4 separate regions of the Mus musculus genome follow, and regions 1, 2 and 4 are each linked to region 3. A link is a contact called in public promoter capture Hi-C data. All regions are on one chromosome and are shown on one strand. The core of a region is the stretch at or near the end of the contact, and the rest is flanking DNA. Distances in the headings are between cores, read along the strand shown.

Evidence for each region. Promoter capture Hi-C pulls out the DNA fragments that hold promoters and counts their contacts.
Region 1: a contact with region 3 is called in a promoter capture Hi-C map of liver, with 5 times the contacts expected there. A contact is called at or near these places in 8 of 39 promoter capture datasets (the 3T3-L1 cell line, the C10 cell line, cranial neural crest and 4 more) and 3 of 9 other capture datasets (adipose tissue, liver and pancreatic islet).
Region 2: a contact with region 3 is called in a promoter capture Hi-C map of pre-B cells, with 7 times the contacts expected there. A contact is called at or near these places in 8 of 39 promoter capture datasets (the 3T3-L1 cell line, cranial neural crest, erythroid cells and 4 more), 1 of 130 datasets of targeted methods (astrocytes) and 1 of 9 other capture datasets (liver).
Region 4: a contact with region 3 is called in a promoter capture Hi-C map of liver, with 2.4 times the contacts expected there. A contact is called at or near these places in 9 of 39 promoter capture datasets (the 3T3-L1 cell line, the C10 cell line, cranial neural crest and 4 more) and 4 of 130 datasets of targeted methods (extraembryonic endoderm stem cells, memory CD8 T cells, microglia and 1 more).

What each region holds. Positions count from the first base shown.
Region 1 is chr19:10,880,296-10,882,995 of GRCm38.p6, reverse strand. It overlaps Tmem109 (transmembrane protein 109), which reads left to right and starts at 1,253. Exons shown (of 4, transcript NM_134142.1): 1 at 1,253-1,344.
Region 2 is chr19:10,947,942-10,950,641 of GRCm38.p6, reverse strand. Ccdc86 (coiled-coil domain containing 86) reads left to right here and starts at 1,376. Exons shown (of 4, transcript NM_023731.3): 1 at 1,376-2,364. The coding sequence starts at 1,409.
Region 3 is chr19:11,964,540-11,967,239 of GRCm38.p6, reverse strand. It overlaps Osbp (oxysterol binding protein), which reads right to left and starts at 1,396. Exons shown (of 14, transcript NM_001033174.1): 1 at 944-1,396. The coding sequence starts at 1,299.
Region 4 is chr19:10,687,426-10,690,125 of GRCm38.p6, reverse strand. It overlaps Vps37c (vacuolar protein sorting 37C), which reads right to left and starts at 1,391. Exons shown (of 5, transcript NM_181403.3): 1 at 1,147-1,391.

The DNA of each region.
Region 1 (2,700 bases), core at 4-2,503, 1.1 Mb after region 3:
TGAGCCACTAGGATTGCACCCTTTAGGGGAGGGCTAGGACAGGTCTTTCTTACTGTAAATGTAAGTTTCTAGTGAAGTTCTTAGAAACTTGTAGGTTTACAGCTGGGAAGAGAGAAACACCTAAAGTAGTTTTTGATTCTCAGTTGATGGGAGGTTTTAACAAGACTCCTAAGGGAAGTCCTCCTTTCCCTTCCAATGTTCCCATACATTTCTAATATGTGTGCCTATGTTAATTTCCCAAAAGGCACTTGCAAACTAAAACTAAGTCTAGAAAGAAACCAAAAACACCACTCCCACCCCCACCACCCCTGAGATCTTTTCCACTAAGGCACGCCTGACAACCCGGATTCAATCTCCGGGATCCACACAGCAGGAGAGAACTGACTTCCATAGGAGTATTGTATTGTGCCTGCACACCCGAACGCATGCATAGAATACATAACTACACGTAATTTTAAAATTTATGGGTTGGTGAGATGGTTCAGCGGTGAAGAGCACTAACTGCTCCTCCAGAGGTCCTGAGTTCAATTCCTAGCAACCACATGGTGGTTCACAACCCCCTGTAATGGAATCTGATGCCCTCTTCTGGTGTGTCTGAAGACAGCTACAGTGTATTCATATAAATAAACCTTTAAACAATTTTTACATCTCTGCCTACCTCATCCACAAAGCTACCTCAGTGTTCTAAGGTTTAAAACAAACAAACAAACAAAATAACCCCAGGGCACCTGGGTTGCTTTCCTTTCCCTAACAATTGTAAGCAAAGCTTTGGTGGTCACCCACACATTTTGGGTGAGGTTTTGCTCTCTTCCAGAGCATATGAGTTTCTCCAAGGCCGTACACCGTTCATGTGCCCACTAACACCTTGTGCCTTTCCCCCCTGATGTGCCATTTTTAGCGTGAAAGGTTTCTCAGCCCTCCAAGTGCTCGCCAGCGCCCCGCCTTAGGAACTGCACTTCCCGGGAGGAAACTGCCGCCCTAAATGCGTTGTAGACTCGGATCTGCACCGAATCCCGCATCGAGCACCAACTCTACCCACGCCACAGCCTCGACAGTTCTTTCTTTCCCCTTTCCTGCCAAAGGCTTCGCTTCCGTTCCAACTCCAATTTCCGGCGCCATTCTTCTCTTGGAAATATTTGGGAGGGAAAAAACACGTACAAACCATAATGGAGCGAGCAGAGCGCATGCGTCCACGATGCCTGCCAGAAAGACCTGCCAGTCTCCTCCGTCGACCGCCCCGCGCATGCGCAGACTATAAACCAACACCCCGGGAGTTGAGGCGCCGGTTTGGTGGCGCGTTTTCTAGCGAAGTCCCACGTGAAGGATAGCGGTGACCGGAGCAGGGTGAGTGAGGGCCGAGACCAGGGCTGTAGATGCAGCTTAAAGGACAGATTTGCAGGAGGTAACAGGGCGGAGCCGCAAGGCCTTGCGAGCCCTAGTGGGGAGGGGTCGAACGTGGAACGTGGGGCTTAACAAGTATGGGACCCAGATCCTCGTTGCTATGCAACCAGGGGCGTTGTTACTAGGTAACCCTGGAGGAGAGTGTTTCCCGGGATGAGTGGGTTCGAGCGCTGAGGTCTAGCCCTCCGGAGGGAGCAGCTGCCAGATTTGGGGGATGAGGCCAGTGCCGAACTGCACACCTCCCCCAGCCCCATGGTCCAGCCTCCTGCCGCCTCAGTTGGAGCCCCCCTCAGGGTATCCTGACCTCATGGGCCTCGCGACGCCACTATGGAGTGCTTGGCAGGGGATGTGCTGTTCGAAATAGCACATGCCACTGACCCTATTGCCTGGAGTCTGGGCCTTGGGAAGGGAGCGGCAAGGCTGCACACCCCCCCCCCCCCCCTTTGCAAACACCCTGCCCCACAAACAGTTGCTGGGTAGCAGCTGTCAGGGGTTTAGCGAGGGCTGCCTCCGACCTGCCAGAACGCTGACTTCATTCTCCTTAGTGGTGACTTCGCCACGTTTAGGACCTTCTATCTCAGCTGTGCTTCTCATGTGGCTGTCGTATATTTGGACTGACTATTCAAATAACCTCCTCCCCTTCCCTCCCCCCCCCCCCCCCGCCACCTCTCCATGTCTTTATGTCCTACACTTGTGGCTTCTTGGCAGGGCTTCTGATACTCATTTAGCAAGCACTTAGTCATTCTATGCTAGGTGCTGGGGATTCCAAGAAAAGTTAATGTCAAGTTAGTCTGAGAGTCACTGGGAGGCTGTGGGACAAACTTTGAACACAGTGCTTGCACAAATTATCTAACTTCTTGAAGTAACTCTTAACCCAGTTTCAACAGAACTTACATTTGAGGAGATTGAATTTCAGATAGGTTAAGTAACAGGTGTAAAGGTAGTGGCGGCTAACTTGTGATAGATCTGAACCTGTGTCCTTTGTACAGAGAGCTCTTAGGAGGCTTTGCTTAAAGTAGACTTTTCTCTGCGTTGCTGATCTTTGCAACCACTGTTTGATTATGCCTCAGGAATCCTGGGGAGCTTTAAAAACAAAACAAAAAGGCTGAGCTCCTCCCTGGGAGGGTCTGAGTGGGTTGCCTGGGTGGGGCAAACACCCTTGTTTAACAGGCTAGTCAGGCAGGTCAGATGGGCAATCCAGAGTGAGGATTGCAGATCCACAGGACTGCAGTGAGTAGTGAAGGAACCGTGGGGGCCAGCAGAGGGCACCAAGTTAGTTCTTGCCCCTGTAGTGATTTA
Region 2 (2,700 bases), core at 127-2,626, 1.0 Mb after region 3:
TCACAGGAACGTTTCTCTGGGTCTTCATCTTCCCTGCCTCCTCCTGGATCAGCAAGTAACCATCCCGGCAGAGATGAAGGTTTTAATTGTTTTGTTTTGTTTTGTTTTGTTTTGTTTTGTTTTGTTTTTCGAGACAGGGTTTCTCTGTGTAGCCCTGGCTGTCCTGGAACTCACTCTGTAGACCAGGCTGGCCTCGATCTCAGAAATCTGCCTGCCTCTGCCTCCCAAGTGCTGGGATTAAAGGCTTTCGACACTGCATCTCTTAGCCTATCAGCCAATCAATCAGACAGAGGACTCCAAAGAAATGAAAATTTCCCCAGAATTCTCATGCTGGGAGAAGAAAAAGGTACCAGCCAGAGGGGAAACTTGTCTCCTGGAAAAAGATTTCAGAGTTCTAAAAGCTTGTCAGACCACCTTACAGGATGAGACTAAAACCCAGATAATAATGGGCCAATGGTGGGCAGAGTCATACCTTGGTAAGGACTACTCAGATGTATTTATCCTTGGCCCTCTATCTAAATTTTTTATCTAAATTTAGAACCCTGAGGTCAAATTTGGGTGATTCACAGAATCTCTTTGCCCCTCTTTCTAGTATGACTACATTGAATAAATCTCCTTTTTCTAAAGATTTCCAGTTTTTAATGTGTCTCTTTCAATTGGCTTATTGAGGATAAGGTAGCTAGACCTGACTTCGGGCACAGGTTGTGAACCCCCAACATTGACAACAAGCAGTCAAGGTTTTCTGGGCCACAGACCTGACACTTTGCTGATTAACTGAAACTGTTCAAAGATGAGAACCACCTATTGCATACTTGGGCCCACTAGTAGAGAAGAGGAAGTGAAAAGAATGGGAACGTTTGAGACAACTCAAAAACTGAAGATTTCCCACTCAGGAAGACCACCAGGACCTTCCCCTTTGTTACACAGCGCAAAGCTACTGTGCTACAAAAGATAAAAGAAAAGGCGATGTTTGCGGGCCCAGCAGTTCCAGAACAAGTTAGCGCGCTGATTCGGCTCTGCCTACAAACTCCCTCCGCCTTTTTCCAACCTCTTCTCTCAAGAAAAAAAAAATTATTTTTATATGTGTGTGTGTGTGTGTGTGTGTGTGTGTGTGTGTGTGTGTGTGTGTGTATGTATAATATACCCCCACCCCATCCCCTTGCAAGAACTCGCAGTTTGCAAAAAACGCATCGCAGAAACCAAGCAACTAAACTCTGTAACTGAGCTCATGCACAACACGCATGCGTCTACTAAGCCCAGCCTCCCGGGACCGACTTCATCCCCGGCTCCGCCTACCCACGGGTCTCTCTACCGCAAGTGCGCTTCCTGCCCGGTACGGAAATGGACGAGTCTGACGTCATATGAAGGCGCCGACAGTTCCGAAGGCTACAGAGGCTACACGTGAGCCATGGATACGCCGCTGAGGCGCAGCCGGCGGCTGGAAGGCCTAAAACCTCTGTCTCCAGAAAACCTTCCTGTCCCCGAAGTCTCTCGGGCGAAACGGGCTCTTGTAGATTTCAAGTCGAACTCAGAAGAAACAGGAGAGCTCAAGTCTACGAGAGTTCCACCACTGAGCCTTCCGTCTCCCGGACCTCAGCCGGAGACGAGCCCCGGATCGCCCTGTCCACCACTGAGCCTTCCGTCTCCCGGACCTCAGCCGGAGACGAGCCCCGGATCGCCCTGTCCACCACTGAGCCTTCCGTCTCCCGGACCTCAGCCGGAGACGAGCCCCGGATCGCCCTGTCCACCACTGAGCCTTCCGTCTCCCGGACCTCAGCCAGAGACGAGCCCCGGATCGCCCTGTCCACCACTGAGCCTTCCGTCTCCCGGACCTCAGCCAGAGGCGAGCCCCGGATCACCCGGTCCTAGACAGGATGCAGACGATGGGTCCCCACAAAGGCAGCCAGAGCCTCACCCCGGGTCCCTTCAACCTCATCAAGATCTGGGCCTGGAGTCACCTGCAGGACAGACAGAGTCGAGCCCGGAATCCCCGCAACGAGAGCAGCCATCCAAATTACCTCCCCCACAGGGAGAACTGGACTCTGAGGCGGCCCACGCTAAAGAGGAGGTGATCCCAGGATCCCCCGAGCCTTGCCCGGGCCAGCAAGCACCGGGTCCCGAGCCCTCTCAGCCAGCACAGGAGCTGACGGTCCAGGCACCTAGCTCCCCAGAGCGCCAGTTGGAGCCAGGCAAGCTGCCTCCGGCGGGAGAGACAGTAACAGAAAGTCTCAACCTAAAGAAGCGAGTTATAGCCTCTCCCCAGGCCCCAGCGTCCAAGAAATTGAAAGAGAAGGAGGAGCTTCCTGTAATTCCGAAAGGGAAGCCCAAATCCGGGCGTGTGTGGAAAGACCGCTCCAAGAAGAGGTAAAGTGGGGGTAGCATGGGTGATGTGTTGGGTTCTTAGTACATTTGGACCTTGCCTTCGCCTGAATGCAATCCAAGGGTTGTAAAGAGTTCACCCGAATGAAATTAACAAACACGATCATAATGTCAAAATGCCCTAAGGTCGGGGAGGGAGATAGATCCTCAAAGATCATTTCTTTAATGTCTGCCCTAGACGGTGTTCTTTTGAGCTTTCTTCCCATCCTTTTTTTATTATGAGGCAGGGTCTCACTGTATAGCACTGGCTGTCCTGAAATTCAGAGATACACCTGCTTCTGCTTCCCTAGTGCTGGGTTTATAGACGTGCCACCTTTACCT
Region 3 (2,700 bases), core at 147-2,646:
TATGCGCACTAAATGAACAGTTGCATGTAAGACATCCAGCCACAATGCAAGGCTGTTGGGAAAGCTTATAACCTGTCCTCCAATCACCTCTCAACACCTCTGTCTAGTAATATAAGCCCCGAAGTGTGACATGTTATGACCATGCTATGAGTCACAGTAAGTATACATTAACCATACCAAAATAAGCACTGTGAAACCTTAACAATCATTTCAAAAACATGTGTTCTTCCTTTAATAAAACTTAATCTTAAATAAAACTAAAAGGTGCACGGTGACTGCTGGATAAGACAGTCATTCCCATGGGAAGAGGTGGGGCAGGCAAAAGTAAAAGCTATGGTAGAGTACACATCTCTATTGTGGACTGTCTAGACCGAGAAAGTACGCGCATGCTTGAAGAGGTAAGACATATGGTGGACAGAATCCCAAAGTCTCCCTGTGTGTGGTATTCTGATGTCGGAATGTGTATTCTGAGTAGACATGGGCAGGTATATCAAGGGTGTATCAGAAACATTAAATTTTAGAGACTAGAGCACAAAAAGTTAGGAGTTGTAACTTCCACTGTAAGTTCCTGAGGGACAGTGCCCGGGCTCGCGCTGTCTGTGCCCCTCCAGCTTCACAACAGTGCCTTACTTGCAGAATTAGCGATTGCACCCACGTGGTAGCGGAAATACAATGGCAGAGCAGATGCTCTCCAAACAATTGCTGACAGGAAAGACCCAGGGATGGAGGCAGATGAGGCACTAGGGGCGGGTGACAGCGGAGACAAGAGCAGTGTGTCAAATCTGCAGGTTCTGACTTCTGCAAGCTGTCAACCTGTGCAGGTGACAGACAGCGACCCAGGGCGACCTTGGCAGTGAAGCCAGCCGGCGGAGAGTGACAGCGCGGGTCTGTGGGCTGCACAGGGGGGGAGGCCAGGTGAGCGTGGCGCCCCGGAAGCAGTTACCTGTAGTAGCTTAGGAGCCCGTTGCTCAGCACGAACCATCGCCGCTGGTAGCCTTTGATGTAATTGGTCCATTTGAAGAGCCAGCCCTCTCTAGCCGAGCCCGAGCCCCCGGCGCCCGAACCGCCCGAGCCCGCGGCTGGCGGTGCAGAGCCCGGGCCGCCTGCCGCCACTCCTCCGGCCCCGGGGCCCGGGCCGCCCGCCGTCGCCGCCGTCGCGGCCGCCACCCCGGGGCCGGGCCCCGCGTCCCCGCGTCCGCCGCCGCCTCCCACCGCGGGTGGACCCGCGCCGCCGCCGCCCGGAGCCGCGATGGCTGCCGGGCCCGGCCCCACCACTCCTCTCAGCTCGGTCGCCGCCATGAGCCGCCGCCGCCCGGAGAGACACGACCGGAACCGCCTACGAGCTCCGCCGCCGCCGCCCGGAGCGCCCAACACGGCTAGCGCTTCAGCCGCCGCCGCGCAGCGTCCCCGCCCCGCCAGCCCCGCCGCGGGAAGGAGGGCTCGACTGCCGGGAAGGAGGGCGGCGATTGGTGCCGCCAAGTGTCACTTGCGGAAGACCCCGCGGACATTGGCATTTCTCTCGGGCCTGTCATGCTACTCCGCCCAGTGAGAAGCTCAAGGCGCGACGCGTCCTCCAGGCCTGCTTTCGATTGGCTAACAGGAAAGCCAATCAGGCAGGGCTACAAAATCATTGGTGGCTTTCCGAAGTCCGAGGACGGGAGAATGCAGAGCTCACGGCCGGTTTGGCCTCCGAATGGCTAGTACTTCCGTCAGTCATTACAGTTTATGCTTCTGTCATTGCCACGTCACCCCCGCCCATCGCGCTGCCCTTCATCCTCTTCCGCCCTTACGGATTGGTGGTTGATATCAGCTGCTCAAACCTTTCTACCAATTACTGAATGCATTGAAGTAAATGGGGCAGAGTCCAGCCTTCACATACTCATTCTTATTTTTTATTGGCTGACACCTATGTCTTTCACCTGTCGGTGGAGAGGCAGGGCTATGATTGGAGATGATTGGTTCTGGACATTGTCAGTGAAAGCTGCAGTTGGCCGAGATAGCAAATAAATTCATGGATGCACAAGTGGGCAGGCACGTTTGCAGCTTTAAGGAAGTGATGGGTCTCTATAAATGCTCTTGATGTGGGTGTGCTGTGGAATTCCCTCCTTCTCAATTGAGACTTGCAGATGGCCTTAATAAAGAGAGATGGATGGTTCCTGGGTCTCCTAGGGATTCCGTTTTCATATCCTGCTTCCGGAAGAACCCAGAGAGAGCTTCCTCGGCCCCCTCCTGGACTCACGACTCCTCCAATCCTCACCCCATTCCCTTTCCTGGTCTACCCTCTGTCTCTTCACTCTAGATTCTAATACACTTCTATTAATTCTGACCATCTAGTTGCCGACCTTATTTACGGGGAGAATAGATTGGCAAAGACCTACTACCTACCTTTATATCTCTTTTCCAAATCTAAAGGCCCTTGTTAGGTTTAGTGTGGTAAAAACACAATTAATTCTCTTGTTTATTGCTAGGGTTTTGTTTTGAACTGGGTGTTGAATGATTAGATTTGATCAGCTTAATTACAGCTGTGTTAGAGGTCACAAATTTCAGTAACTAGTCCAGCATTGAGCTGTTGTGAACTATTATTACAAAAATAGCCAAAACCTGCATTTTGGGGAATCTAACACCTATTACAGTGTAGCAGTTTTTGACCTGGCAGTAGGAATAGGGTTTAACTTTTATTTATTCATTTCTTCTGATTTG
Region 4 (2,700 bases), core at 142-2,641, 1.3 Mb after region 3:
CAAAACAGTACCCAGCAAGGACAGCCACACAAGCAATCAGAACTACTGCTTGGCAAAACAGCAACAGAAAACAGCCCCACTGAAGCACTCCATCATGTTTTCTACTTAATGGAAATTACAAAGGCACTGGGCCAGATTTCCAAGACAATCTTACGAAAAAGGCTTTTTTTTTTTTCTGGGCACTATGACTGCCAAGAACAAAGACTCATTTCAGAGTCCACCATTTCACCCAGCAGCCCTCAGTTCCACAATCCCCAGATCAGGGCCCTCCCTGGGCCCCAAGCAAAGAAGAGTCTTTCCCTTCTAAGTCCCTCTATCACCACCATTTCTAGCTGCAGGACTGACAGTCACTGAATGTGGAGTGGCACGCTATTGGTAGAGACACCTGGAAAATATGCAGGGAGCGATGAAGGAGCCCTGGTATCCGTGAAGTTTCTTGGCTCAAGGTGGCTAGCCCAAATCTGATTGACAAGGTATAGGCTGGACTCAAGAAATGTGACCCTGATGATAGTCCACTCTACCAGTAACTCAAACACATCTCTGGGAATGTCTTGGCCCACCAAAAAAAAGTGAAAGAACACCCCTAAACGGCTGTGAGGGGAGAAACAAAGCAGAACCAGGCACATGCTGGGACCATACACCTGGAAGGCCCAGAAGTAAGGATGGCTCAGCCATGCTGGACAGTTCAAGTCGGGGTCCAGAAGAAAGGGGAAGAACCCTTACCTATTGCTAACCTGGGGAATGATACAGGCCAGCAAGACAAAGGCCAGAGTCCCTCTAACTCCACTATATCGCAGGGGCAAGTCAGAATACACACAGGCCTCAGTTTCCCAATCCGTACAAGGGGCAAAGAGGCTCTTAATGACACAAAGGCCACAAGGTACTCCTACAGAGGGTGAAGGGTTGCGTGGCGTTAGCGGATAGGTGGGAGGGGGCGGGGCTGAGGCGACCGGCGAGGACAGCCTCCCACCGTCCATCCCTCCCACCCCACTGCAGGGGCGCAGGCCCGCGGGGAGTCACGCGCCCATCGCGCCCAATCGCCGGCTTCGGCCAGGAAACCCATCTCTGAGTTCGCCGGCAACGCCCCCGGCACGGTAGGCCGCTGCCCGCCGCCGCCCGAGACCTTCCCCAGCGGCGCTCACCTACCGGGGCCGCCGCTACCGCGGGCAATCAGCCGCTGCCCGCACTTCCGGGATCCACGAGCCCCGCCTCTACCGGATGTGACTTACTCCCGCGTCCAGCTGAGAACGAGCCGCACTGCCCCTCCGCCGCGCCCCGAGTGTCCTGCCTTGTAGGCCTAGGGGTGGCCACGATACCTGCACTCAGACGCTGGTGGCTTCAGGCGCCACACCCGCGGAAGGCCACTCGGCCCCGCCCGCGCGGGGGAAGGCACCACCCCTAGCCCCGCCCCCGCCGTAGGACTCCGCCCATTGCGAGTACGCCTGCGCAGACTTGCAGGCGTCCCTTCGTTTGCTCTGAATATCCTGAGACAAGCGTGGAACTTCCAAAGGGAGGCTCCAGATGGGCTCTTATTGCACCACGGTATCCCCGGCCTGCTGCGCACACTCCTTTTTATAGTTTGGCCTCAGGACTAGAATGGCTGCGGTCCTGAGTCCCCTTCAGACACTGCTAACAGCTCTGAGCTTTCCTAAAAAATCACCCTTTGTCAGGACCGTAGATTGCTCTTACTCGTCTGTAGATGAGTGTGTAAGCGTCAGACTTGATCCATCCTCACTCGCCCAGAGTGACAAGCCTCAGGAAGGGATGGAAACAAACCAGCCCTGAGAGGTGAACGCCATTCCACTTTGGCTGCAGTGGTTAGATTAGCTTCCAGCCTAAGAAAACCCTGCCACCCTTTGTTATACATTAGAACTTTTGTTGCTAGTGGCAGAGACCAGCACAAATTGGCCTCTTCAAAATGGTAATTGCTGGGTCATACAACGAGAAGTCCAAAGGCCCTAAGTGATACCAGGCTCAGTGTCAGAGGCCTCCACCTTCACTTGACTCTGACTTCTGTCCACCCAAAATGGATCTCACCTCAAAGAGAAGGAGAGAGCCAAGAAAGAGTGACCATGACATGGGACACAGGTTCAGGTTGCCTTAAATAACATGTTCCAATGTAAAAGTGCTTTTGTGAAGTCTGTACAGTAACAGAATAAGGCTACCCCAAGGCATTTTACAAATACATTGCTGGGACCATCAGGCCAGTGGGTAATGAGAAATTAGGGAAAATCTCTGTTTGGGTCTGAGGTGCTATTTGATTACATTTTAGCTTTGGGGTCTGCTGAGTTAGTGCATCCCAAAAGGTTTACCCGATAATCACATTGATATGAGGTAAGGCACAGAAGTGAGCAACATTTATTAAGGAGAATAACAATAATTATCAGTTAATTGGACCCTGTAACATCCCAGCTTTCCACAATCAAGAAGTTCTAATCAGTCAACAGAGTTGCAATTTTATTTATTTATTTATTTATTTATTTTTGAGGGGGGACTTCCATCTTGTAAGTTTCTCTTTTGGGTCATCGAATTTCATCAAGATCTCCCACTTTTTCTATTTCATATTCTAGATCTAAAATGATCATCATTGTCCCCATTGGTCAGAACTCCCTCCCCTTTACTACCTCATGGGGTCCCTGGGTACTCAGGTCTCAAGTCCCCTGTGCTGTCCTAGAACTCTCAAAGTAGTCAAGAGTAAGC